Regions from separate parts of the Rattus norvegicus genome. Here region 1 is linked to region 2. Evidence: chromatin contacts called from public Hi-C data. All regions are on one chromosome and are shown on one strand. Each heading gives the region's core, a stretch centred on a gene start, on an enhancer-like site or on the middle of the called end of the contact. The rest is flanking DNA. Distances are from core to core; before and after follow the strand shown. Region 1 has its middle 230 kb from the start of Thbs1. Region 2 overlaps LOC134486427 (a long non-coding RNA gene).

Region 1 (6,383 bases), core at 924-3,423, 390 kb after region 2:
CAACTCCCTGTTGGAAACATGAGGCCAGTTTGCATCTTTGTTGACACTGGGCACATGCCTTTCAGTTTCAAGGACTTTCTGGAAGACAGGAGTGACACAAAATGCAACGTGGATAAGGAATGGAAATAGCTTTAGACACCGTCCTTTGAACAAGCAAGCTGGGGAGATGCCAGGCTGACACTCACTAGGTCTTTGATGTAAGTCTTCCAAACATGATCCATGTACTGCCAGATTTCCCTAGTGTCCCTGGTAAGCTTCAAAGTCAATCACTGGTTGGCCCCAGTACTTCTGCAATGGTTTTCCACCCTTAGATGAGTGTGTGTGAGAGAGAGTGGGGTGGAGGGAGAAAAGGGGAAGGGTGAGGAGAGAGGGACTGAATGAGAATGTCCATTGGGCTTTAAAAAAACATATTGTTCCTTAATTATTTGGTTTGAAAATAAAAGGGAAATAATAATTTAAAATGCTTGGGATCGTGGTGAGTAATTTTGGCTCCAGTAAACCTTTTATGTATAGCTCATTTAATTCTGGAACATCTGCAAGACAGCTGTTGCCCAGGTTCACAATAACCTTTCATTACACACTACCACAGAATGAGAACCAGACACCCTTGGAAGTCTGGTGTGTGTGTGTGCATGTGCATGTGTGTAATTTGTAGGAAACCTAATTGATGAAGTAGAGAACAATGGCCAATGACTTGAACCCATTAAAGCAACATGATTATGAATATTCACCAGGGATACATTGGAAAAATGTTGAATTAATGAGTCAGAAAATAATTTTTGTCATATAGTCTTGGAAATAATTCCATCAATTATTCTGTCTTCAAAGACAGACACAATAAATGATAGGATCTGATATGCAGCTCCGCTGAGAATCATGGACTTATGGAGAATCAGCGCAATTGTTCTTCTGCTACCAATGATGTGGATTTCAGTGTCTGCTTCTCCTTGCTCGTGCCCTTCAGAGATTTACCTCTCAAAACATAGAGCATTTTCATCACCATGTTTCAAATATATTATTTAAAGGATGCCAATGCTTTTAGGAAAATCAAAACCAGTCTGTATTTTCTGTGGACAATGGTTATGAGTTGCTGTTTTGTATTTTATGATAACAGAATCTCAGAGAACAAGTGTGAGAGATACCAAATCAGACAGTTCCTTTGTATAAAACTTCTCAGAGCCTTTAATTTGCCAATGTGTCGTATGGTTCTAGAAGTATTCTGTTTGCTCTGGTTGGGTCTTCCACAAGATTAGAACACGTTTTGTTTGTTTGTTTGTTTGCTTGCTTGCTTCCTTTTTTTAAATTAGTAAAATGGAATTACCCTGTGTGCATTCTTTTTCCAACTGTTGGCATTTAGCCTAGGCTCTGCCCCACAGTTACCTGGCAATAGCCAGGTATGCCTGACTGTAAAAGGAGCTGCTCACCCTGTCCTCGCTCTCTTGCTCCAGCTCCTTAATCCTCTCCGTCCCCATTTCCCTCCCCCATCTCTCCACATTATCATGGCTACCTCTATGCTTCTCTCTCTCTCTCTCTCTCTCTCTCTCTTTCTCTCTCTCTCTCTCTCTCTCTCTCTGCCTTTCTCTTAACTCCCCTCCCTATGCCCTGAATAAACTCTATTCTATACTCTACCGCCCTGTGGCTACCTCAGAGGGGGAAGGAATGGCTCAGCATGGACTGGCAGAGGCATCCCCTTCCCCCACACCTTACTGCATCTCCATCAAACATATCTCTACTCTTTCTTTTTACAAAATACAACGCAGACCACTAAAAATACTTCCAAGGTTTGAGGCAGACTTCAGTAGTAATAGGCTGACACGTCGTAGTGAATTTCACGAAGCATCTTTTCTCTTCAATCTACAGAACATTTATGGCAAAATGAGGAGAAAATTTTCATTCTCTTTTGAGGAACCAATGTATTAATACCCACGTTGTTGCTGCCAATTGGAAACCCACTGCCATTTTATTCTTTTGGTTTTGAAATTATTTTATTTAACTTTTATTGAGCTGCTACCACTTGGTGTTATTTAAAAGTCAGAAAATGTTTTATCAGCTGTGTCACAAAGGCCAGATCATTTCTCAGCAATGTCACCAAAATGCAAAGGAAAGACAGGAGCCTTCTACTACATACCAAGACTGTGAGTCAATCGGCTATGCGGCACTGTAAGCTTAATGAGGCAGAGTGGAAATCACTGAAACAAAGGGCAGGCAGACTACAGACAGGAACTTTCAGCTGGAAAGAAACAGTCCGAAGTTGAAAGTTTTAAGATTCTATTTGGCAGCGTGAGTTCCACATGTGAGAGGGTAGCCAGGTCTGTTAGGATTAGCAAGGCATAGGTTTGAGTGTAAGGTCTTGAATGGTTAGAGAAACAAAGAAGCTAGGGAAAATGTAGTAAAATAAATGGAGAGCAGAGACTACATTCAGGTAGGAAAACGAAAAAATTGAAAACAACCCAGAAGATCTGAAGACCTATAAAAGGATTATTCTATATCTGGAGAACATGTCTAAGGCATATATAACTTTACTGCCATGCAGGCTGCTGTCCAATAGCCAATATTCCTCATGTGACCTAATAAATGTGCCCAAAGATAGCATTCTAAGCTACACAGAAAATACTGAAGCCCAGACATATGTTAATGCCAGTCCCTGGGCAGGCCAACCCTAAGGCAAAATATTCTGGAACACCTGGTTGGCCAGTAGACATTCTTTGACGGCAGCAGCCTGGGACCCAACGGGCATTTATTCCAGCCTCTCTGGTAGTTTCACACAGTAAGAAGCAATCAAATAATATTGGCTTCACTTTTCGAAGCATTGGTTTTGATCCACCTAAAAGGAAATGTTTGAGGGGAGAGATGGATGAGAGAAGTGACTGGGGATAATGTGTTTCACAGCTTAACATCAAATGTCACTGGAAAAATAGCCAGAAAGCAATTCAGAGTAAAAGTATTTGCCTTCTGGCTAAGTAGGCAGTACCTTTTTTATTGCAAAATGGAAATAAACAGTGTGGCTCATTTATACCATAAAAGGGCAAGCCACAAATAACCCAAATCCCAAAATAAAGGCATTGCCCAACATACTAAGACATGATTCAGAAATGTCTTGACTTTAGAGTTTCATCACTGATCATGACAATGGATGGGCAGGGGTTATGAATAAGTCAAAAGTCACAAGTAATCCAGAGCCAACACCAGAGAAGAACACTTACAGTCAATGCACTGTTCATCTTGCCCATTGTTTATTTGGCCACTGTCGTCCAATTCTCACAGTGCTTAGACATTAAAACCCATATCAGACCGGATGCCTTGACAAAATATATGTACAAACATATGTCCATACACGTGTGCATGCATAATAACAACATTCAAACTAAAACTAACTGAAAAGCACCTCTATAAATGTGTTCTATTCAATGAACAGTAATTTGCCAAAGGGAAAAATAAATTCAAGCGAGCAACACTTACAATAAACAAATGAAGAGCTGGCAGAGGAAAGGAAGAAATAACAATGGTTTCCACCCATCCACTGATTTAATAGTGCACTGAACAGCCACTACACTGGGCACTCCAGATAAAGAAGGAAAAAAAAAATGATCACCTAGAAAGAATGCGACAGATTCATCACTGTAGACTCCTCTGTGAAAACTGAAGTATTTGCATTAATATATTTTAAAAAATTATAAAGCCCCAATATCAGAGGCTTCTCAGACACTTTGTATCACTTAATCCTAAAATGTAGATGAAACCCTCAACCATGGGAAAACACAAAGTCATAAAGATTATGTTTGGGCAAAGACTTTTCCCGAGAAAAGGTGAGAGTAATGAACAATTGTTAGATGACTATTTACAACACTCTCCCTATTCTGAATAAAGTAAAGGTAATTGACTGAACATGTTTCCATGATTACCTAGCCTCCAAACATCTATATCCCTATGCCCCACATCTATATCCCTATGTCTGTCTCTCTTTAAAACAAGCCAAAGTGAGCAGAAAATGTCACCCACTGGAAGAAAGCATTTGAACCTTGAGCCAGTGGGGAACTTTCCAAATTCAGAGTATAAGACATGTGCAAGCTTCACAGGCACAGCCACAGCTATTAACATTTCAGGAAAAAAAGTATAAATGTGTGGGTCCCAGTGAGTAAAGTCTACTGTGTTCATTCGTTCTTCTGGCATAGATCTCCATGTGCGACGAAGATCGTTTGATGCTCTATTCCCTCGAGGAGGAAATAATCACGGAAATCAAATGAGCAAGGTAACTGACATTCCTACAAGTTCTTCACAGAACCCTAGCCTGAGCGATAGGATGGAGAGAGGTTATGGTTCAGGGAAGTCAAACTGAGAAATGAGACTTCCAGGATAGGGAGATGTGAGGCACAGTGTTTTAGCCCGGAAGAGAATAGTATAAGGGCAGGGGCTCTCGGTGGGAGTACATATAGATTATGCAGAAAGGAAGCAGTCGTGGCCAGAGGAGATCAGGAGCCACCTGGAGTGGAAAACAAAACAAAATGATGGGAAAACAAAATTGGATTTTGGGGCTAATCACCAGGGAACCCAGTGAGAGATTTTAGATAAGAAATTAAAGTCATCTCATTTCAGTAAATGGTTTTTGAAGCAGTTCCCAGAGCATCAAATCCAGAAAGGTGTTCTTTAAGGCAGCTGGCTGCAAATCTAATGAATCAAAATGAAGTGTCTGATTAACATGTCAAAGCAAGGCGTGCCTTTCACAGGTGCCTCTCTGAACGCAATGACTTGCAATTTCCTCTTAGATCCTGAGAACAAAAGATCTTTAGCAACTTTGAAGTGAGAGGGTGAGGGTGGCCACCCTCCAAGTTTAGGCTGGCATCTATGGCAGTCACCATTACAGAAGCAAGTTTCTGAGACAGACTTAAAACACAGCCGGAGCATCAGATTATCCTCCATTCTGAGAAACAGACTCAGGGAGCCAACCTTTTCTTCTATTTCCAATTGCCATCCTCAATGGCTAGGGATTGCCTAATGGGACTGTTCAAGTATGTCCTCTGTGTATCGAGAACAAAAATAGCAGGCTTAAGGCTATTTTGTTGTTGAAGCATGAAACTGCGTTCTGTGTAATCAATCATCTCATTTACTCAGTCCATCATTGAGAACCATTAACCAGTTTCACATGTATTGGATTTTATGCCCACCCAGATCTTCCATTTACTAACAGTGGGCACACGGTGTTGCCTCTATGTGTGTTTAATTTTATGTAAAGGTGTGTTTTGTCTGCATGTAAGTCTGTGAAACACAGGCACGCAGGCCATACGAGGGTGTCTGGTTTCTTGGAGCTGAGGCTACAGGTTCTTATGAGTCACCATGTTGGTGCTGGAAATTAAACCCAGATCCTCTGGAAGAGCAGCGGGTGCTCTTAACCAGCGAGCCATCTCTCCAGCCCCAGGCACATGCTTTAGGAACTTTTAATATTAGTGATTTATAGCATCTTGCCACCGGGCATTCCTTCCTAAGAGTACGATACTCTTTGTGAGTGCCATCTCATTAGTCCTGGGAGAGTCACCAACAATCACTCGCCTCACACTCTGCCAATAAGGAAGTGAATTCACTGAACCAAGATGGTGTGCAGCTAGTTAAGGGCAGATCACAGATGAGTCCCTGGTTTTACTTGGTCGGAATGGATTTATATTTTGCTCCATCTGCCTTACACTAATACACCAATCAGTAACAAATAAGAACCCAACAGGGATAGGTTGTTGGCTTCTGCAATTCTACACAGGCATTTGGGCCACTTCCAAATGCTAGGAGCTGTTTGCGGTACCTTTTGAGGTTCTGTTTTCCAACCGCCCTCATAAACAGTAGGAACAGTCCTGGAGACTCTCAGTTCAGAGCTGGGGCCTCTTTGCAGCATATTTGTGGTCGCCTTGAACTTTCATCAGTCTCCGAATGGGCCAGGCACGTTGATTGAGCCCAAAGATCTATTTGTAAAATATTAAAATGGACATTTCGACTTAGACATAGCACATTTGAGTTGGGTTGTTTTAATTAATGTTATGTTCTGCATTAGTCAAATAATTAACATCTAGGGTATTTGTCAACACTCTTAAGTCCCTGGACCCAGGACAAAAATTTTCATTTTGTCATGTATAACAAAAAGCCCTCTCCATCGTCCCTAAATCACCTTCAATTATTTATTTATAGTAATTAAAATTTTTAAATTGTGCATATTTATGGTACATAATGTTTTAAACTATGTATATATTATAAAATGCTACATGAAACTGATTAATATTACTTCTATGGTTACTATAATTTTGTTTTGAGAGCATTTAAAGTCTAGTTTTAGTGATTTTCAACCATAGATTATTCAACAGATTTCTTGCTCTGATCCTCTCAACTGAAATGTTATAACCTTT
Region 2 (6,179 bases), core at 250-2,749:
GGGTGTCACGTTCTCCCAGTATGGAAAGAGACAGGGGTGTTGGAAATATTTAGGAATGGACTAAAGAAATGGACAGTGCAGTTTTAAATGGGCCAAACAAAGTCAATTTAAAGAAAAGAACAAACTGAAGATACTTGCAGAGAAACCAGGCACACTTGTAGACCTCTCTGTAGGCGTGCAGAGGGCTTTCCCCCAGAGAACTGGAAGCAGTTAGTTTCATTCCTGATCAAAACACATCAGTAGAAAATTAACCTAAACAGAAGTATCACTGAGATCACAAAGAGGGAAAATATTTTGGAAAGAAGGTGATTCAACACTGAGATGATTTACCAGAGGGAATGTAGACTTGAGTTCTGTCTCCAGAAGACTATTAAAATTCAGTCTGAGTGCCAAGGACAGGTTAGTGACTCCTTCTGGAATGAAAGCCATGGCATGGATTTGACAATCTCATCTCTCACACCTCCCTGTGCTGGCCAGGTGTCCACCTTACATGCCACCAGAAGCCAATCCTAGGATCTCCCAGCAGGTGGCGACAATGCATAGAAAATTCTGATCGGGACAAGGCAAAAGTTTTTGAGAAGGGCTGTGATTGCTAGAGACCCATGCTAGGTCTGTAAAAGTCCTTTAGGTTCTCCATAAAACCTGAAAGTCTCCATCAATTTGCCTCATGTGTTCACCTCCCCTGCTTATTGGTGCTCATTGGAATTAAGACAAAAGAGTGTGTCTGGTTGTTTGTAAATACAAATTCCAAACAGGGCATTCACATTTGCAGAACAGTCATTTGAAGAACATCTTCTGAGTCTGTGTTCACAGAAAAGAATTGGAATACATTTTTTTGAAGACCTTATTAGATTCCCCCCTCTGTCTATGCATATATGGTATAAATGCATACATGGTATATACATGTATATACCATAGGTCAGAACAGATGGCTCAGTTGGTAAAAGTACTTGCCATTCAAGCCCAAGGAACTGAGTTTAATATCCAGGACCCACATAAAATTGCTGGATACAGTGACATAGACTTTCATGAAGGCAGAGACAGAAGGATCCCTGAGGCTCACTGACTTGACAGTCTAGACTAATTCGTGAGCTTCTTGCCAATGAGAGGAGCTGTCAAAAAAGGGGGGAGAGATAGACATTGGTAAGGATGTCCTAAGGATATTGTTTCTTAAAGACTATCTCCTAACTTCGGTAAGTACTGTACACACATTCATGTGTGGGTTCACACACACACACCCACCTACACATGTGCACCCCCCCACATAAACAAACACATATATTCTCACATGCATAAAAATAACACCTTATTAGCAAAAACAGAGGCAGCACAATCCAAAAGAACAGTGACTCCTCTAAAGATGTACACATATTTACAGGTTGGCATGCCTGTGTGTTCTCTAGCTTCCTTTTGAGGAAGGCTGCTGCTGTAAGATGCTCGGGACGTCAAGTATCCCTGTTGAGTCATGCAAGACAGCTGACTCTGCTGACACCTAACAGGCCAACAGGCCGGGGCCTGGTGACTCAGCCCCGAGACAGCCTCTAGATGAGGATACGTGAGGGTAGCCCATGCCTATCAAAAGCGATAATTAGGAAGGACGCTGTATGTTGTATGCAATAACCAACATCAGATTCCCTCCCAGTGACAGTTCCCATTGAGGTCCTCGCCGTGTCCCGGTGGACAGTTGCTGCAGCACCACTAAGAGCTAAGCTCTGCCTTTTAACCCATTCATGATTTTTGCTTGCTTTGCTTTTGTGTTTTGGGTCCCAGAGTAGGTCGGATTGCTGAGGTTTACTTCTTTTCCTGGCTTCCCTATCCATCATTTAGATCTTTATATCTCTTTGACGGTGCATGAGCAGCCTCCTAAGTAATCCATTAGCGTTTATAATATGCACCTCCCCCCTGCACCCCAACTCAGGTGGCTGCATCGGTGGGACTTGCGGCTGTGCCATGTGGACAGGAGATGACAAACGTGCGTTCTTTGTTGAAAAGAAAACTGCTCACTTTCCACATAGAGGCTGAGAGACTTTCCATTGGCCTTTTGTCTGTCTATATTTTCTCCATTTCCTGTGTTTCATGACCTCAAGGTAGTTTTGCTTGTTTAATTGGCTGCATTTGCAAGTCTGTCTTCAGGCCTATTCTATCATGACATCCTTTAGATTAGGAATGATAACAACTTGAAATTTTATTATGAGCCTGCAATAAAGATTTCCCACTAGCTCCCACCAATGAAATTCTGTAGTCCAGTTCCCAGCATGAGAAGTAGTTGTCTTTCTGTAAGAGACAAAGGGTTTACAACTCTGTGGTTAAATCAAGACAGAGGTGGGACACTGGAAGGCAGCCAGGGGTGGATATCCTCACTGGAGTACTGGCTTTGAAAGCACATGCTTTCTTTGGGATGATTTCAGTTGTCGAACGCAGCAGGCTTGACATCAATACACAGCAGGCCATGGATTATGGCTGTCTCTAATGACCATGTTGCAGTCTGTTTATTGTTCTGGATGTTAATATATAGAGCAAATGATAGTTCTTTAATTGAAGGTTGGAAGTGCTCCTTGCTAAGGCGCCTGGGTGACACATCCTTAACCACTGTGGTGAAACCCTAGACACTTACTGGCTAGAAAATGATAGCCTTGAAAGCCCTCTTCCTATTTGTGCCTGTGTTTTGCATGAGCCCAGCGGCAGGCCTGCACCTCACTGGCAGCTCTTAATTTTACCAGAGGGCGGCATTATTGGGGAACTATCAAGGACATATTAGTTCCATAGGAAATCTCGGCTAATCAGAGCTTTAGTGGAACATGGCAACACAGGATGTTTGAGGCCAGGAGAGACGAAAGGTATCAGCTCCTTTCTTTTTGAAAAGTTCTGGAGGTCAGAGGTATGAAGTGGGTTGCCCTGGAGAAAAACCAAGCATTCTTTCTGGGTGTTCTGGTGGGAGTATATTTCTTTTACTTTTTTAGTTTGTAGAAGTGTCCTATGTCCTGTAGCTTGGGAGCCCTTCTCATCTGTTCTCTGGTTTTTATGGTCTGGTTCTCTTGTTTCATTTTCTCAATTTTGAAAATCTCTGTGATTGTATTGGTCCCTTTAATTTCTTCATACCCGAATCATCTGATAAGCCATCTTAATTCCATCTACCATCTTGAATTCTCTTCTTCTACTATCATTCAGCATAGATACTATTCACGCCGGATCTTGGACAAAAACACGGGCATCTTTGGGATGGAGCCATTATTCTTCTAACCTGGCTAGGAAGGCTCTGTGGAATGCTCATAGACAAGATAAGACTTGTTGTCTAAATCTTGGAGAAAAGGACTAATGGGTGGAAAATTTCAGTAGGACAAAGGCTGTTCCAGAGATTTTAAAAGCAAAATTCTTAGTCAAACCAAGGAGACTTTCTTTTGCTAAGAGCGCATGTTTTGGGCTAGACAGAACAGGGGTCCAATGTGAAGTCTACACTGGGTGGATAGAAGATTTTAAATAGATTACTCAATGCTGTTTATTTTAATGTAGAGGTAACTATGCACAATGTTTTACGGATGTGGAGTATCAGAAAGAATCAACTTCGAAGGTTGTGGTGGTGTTGGGCTTATGATTTCAGAAGAGTTAGGACTGAGCATGGGCCTTGAGGGAGACAGAGTTGGGGAGGCTGGGGAATTTAGGAGCCTGATAATGAGCTTTGGCCAAACCAAGTGGTCCTGGTCTAGGAAGAGTTGAGACCTTGGAGTTTGATGCCAGCCTATCTCACATCTGCTTTCTTTCTCTTACATCATCATTGTCACATTTGAAAACATTGCCACAGTCCTGCAGAGGATGCACTTTCTTTTCGTCCCTCTCTAAAGTTTTAAGTACTGCTGAGTAAGTGAGTGAGGTAACAAAGAACAGAACTCCATTTTGGCACATTTGCATTATAGCTTCCATTCAAGAATAGTACTTTATATGAATTCCTTTTCCTAGACCACTGATATACTGGTTCCTAAAGGGACCTTGTATAGTTTATCTTCTTGCTTCTACTCAGACCATTTTACCTGCCTAGCAAGATTTTCTTATGCCAGTCTCATGCCCAAATTCTACACAATATTTAGCTTTAATTGCCCTTGAGGTGCCTTTCCTAATCCTTTTAGTTTTGTCATTCTTTCCATTCTCTGAACCTCAAAGCCTTGTCATATGTCCCATATACCTCATATTTGACATACTGAAGTTAGTGTTATGCCATCTATCTTTCTAATCATTGAGTCTTGTGTTCTGTAACCCTCCTAAAATCCATATCACTGCTTTATACTGCTTTCTGTCTCTATTAGCACTGACTTGCTTCCTGGTCCATCACAAACTCTCACTAAGTATTTGATGGTCATAGCACTCAGAATTTAATTTCATGGCAGTACTCACTACAGACATTGAAAGTTTTTGGTCTGCTTCATCTCCTTCCCACCTTCTGGATAGCCCTCTGATTTCTACCTACGTAGTTCTAATTCACTCAGTGTCCTCTTGGAAAACATTTCTGGGTGCCTGTGTCCTTTCTCTCCCACCATCAGGCTAAATCTCTGGTGTGTGAACTAAATTTGATGAGTAGCTTCCATGTTTTAGGTCTCTGGAACTGAGTAGTTCCAGAAGTTAAAGGACAGAGGCCACTTCTTGCATTTCTATAGATTCTCTTTAACCTCTAGCTTTAGGGATTTTTCTATGATATATTTTCAACATGCACTTTTCAGGTGAGCCTAGAAAAACCCTGTCAGTGAAAGATCTTCCAAAATTCCAAGATAGTTTCCACAGCTAGGTTTTAAGAAATCCTAGCTGAGACATGCCTATTTCCAGATCAGATCTTATCAATCTGCCCCTGGAACATTCTTCCTCCACTTCTTATCTCCACTTTTACCCTACATTCTTTCCAAGGTGCTGTGTATAAGAAGAAAGTTTAACGTAAACTTATGACTTGTTCTTGCTCTTACGATAAAATATTAACCTCTAAGCATTTTCCAGAACTTTCTGTTTGCACTAAGCATTTTCCAGAACTTTCTGTTTGCACTGCATATTTTGGGCAGAGGCATGCACGTAGTAGAAAGAGTGAAAGATTTGATTTTGAACCTAGGCTTGGAGAGATTCAAGGCCTAGAGAATGATGTTGGTCAGTTTATTAAACTTCTTCATCATTCATTTTATAACATATAAAATGAAAACATTACTTGCTATCCCCTGGGGCTGTTAGGACCCTTTGGGGTGGGATGACACAGCTCCAATTACTGCAGTATGATGGAGTCTCAGTGAATGCTCCTCGTCTGCCCTCCCGTTCTAGTTGAACTTGCTGCTCCCTGTTAGGTCTTGATCTAGTCTAGAAGATCACATACAGCAGTCTTCATTGTGCTATTGTAACAGTGGCTTGTGACAAATGGGCATGTGTGCTTTCTGGAGCGTCAAAAGGGAGAGAAACTGACATGGTACACTGAAGTCATAGGTTTACATCTGTGGTGGACTAAACAGTTCTCAATATACTGATCGGAGAACCAGTCACTGGTTAGGATGTATCTAGTTTCACTGGCAAGTGCTCTTTAGGGAGATGGCCATAGATTAGAAATGGAGAGGGTGACAATTTCATGGTTCCCTGCCCACTCTCGCAGATGAAAACAACATGTGGTACATTCTGGGTAGTCTATGGAGGCAGTTGTTTCTATCAGCAGACAAGTGCTTCCTTGGTCATTTTCCATTCTTCCTCCACAAAGTCTTCCTATTTGAAATAAAAGCGAGCTAATCACGCAAAAGGAGGTTCCTCTCCCAGAAGTGTGGCTGAAACGAGGATACTCTGTTCTTGTATCAGTGATAATTTGATGAGGTTCAAAAAGTAAAGAGTAGCCTCTGATAATTTCTGACTTAATTTCACACAGACAGCCAGGGAAGGGCTGGTGGAAATATCTGTGCCAACTGATAATGCTAAACCAGCTGGATGAGCATTTTAAATCCTACTGGGATTTGTTGGCCAACGTAGACAATATGGATATATAGATAACTGGGCTGACTCACAGAGATGGCATCACTTTGTCATAGGAGGATTCCAAGTGTCCAAATAAGCAAGAGTGTCCTGCGGGAAGTGATTTGTTGTACAGTGAAACTGTATATTTCCAACATGTCACAGTAACCAAGGGAAAGGACAGAGGGTGAGGAAAGGTGGTATTTTCATGTCATATCTAA

The links. A called contact is a pair of places that touch in the nucleus more often than the background predicts.
Region 1: a contact with region 2 is called in a Hi-C map of the A7r5 cell line, with 7 times the contacts expected there. The contact joins two enhancer-like sites. A contact is called at or near these places in 2 of 12 Hi-C or Micro-C datasets (the A7r5 cell line and Schwann cells).

Annotation. Positions count from the first base shown.
Region 1 is chr3:125,278,563-125,284,945 of GRCr8, forward strand. No RefSeq gene overlaps it. Among named protein-coding and RNA genes, the nearest start is that of Thbs1, 230 kb to the right of the region's middle. Within about 2 kb of position 2,174, at least 8 of the 93 cell types and tissues checked have an H3K27ac peak or open chromatin away from gene starts, as enhancers often do. A contact at or near this core is called in the A7r5 cell line, where this site is marked.
Region 2 is chr3:124,889,007-124,895,185 of GRCr8, forward strand. All of the region lies in intron 1 of LOC134486427 (a long non-coding RNA gene), which reads left to right. Among named protein-coding and RNA genes, the nearest start is that of Rasgrp1, 210 kb to the left of the region's middle. Within about 2 kb of position 1,500, at least 6 of the 93 cell types and tissues checked have an H3K27ac peak or open chromatin away from gene starts, as enhancers often do. A contact at or near this core is called in the A7r5 cell line, where this site is marked.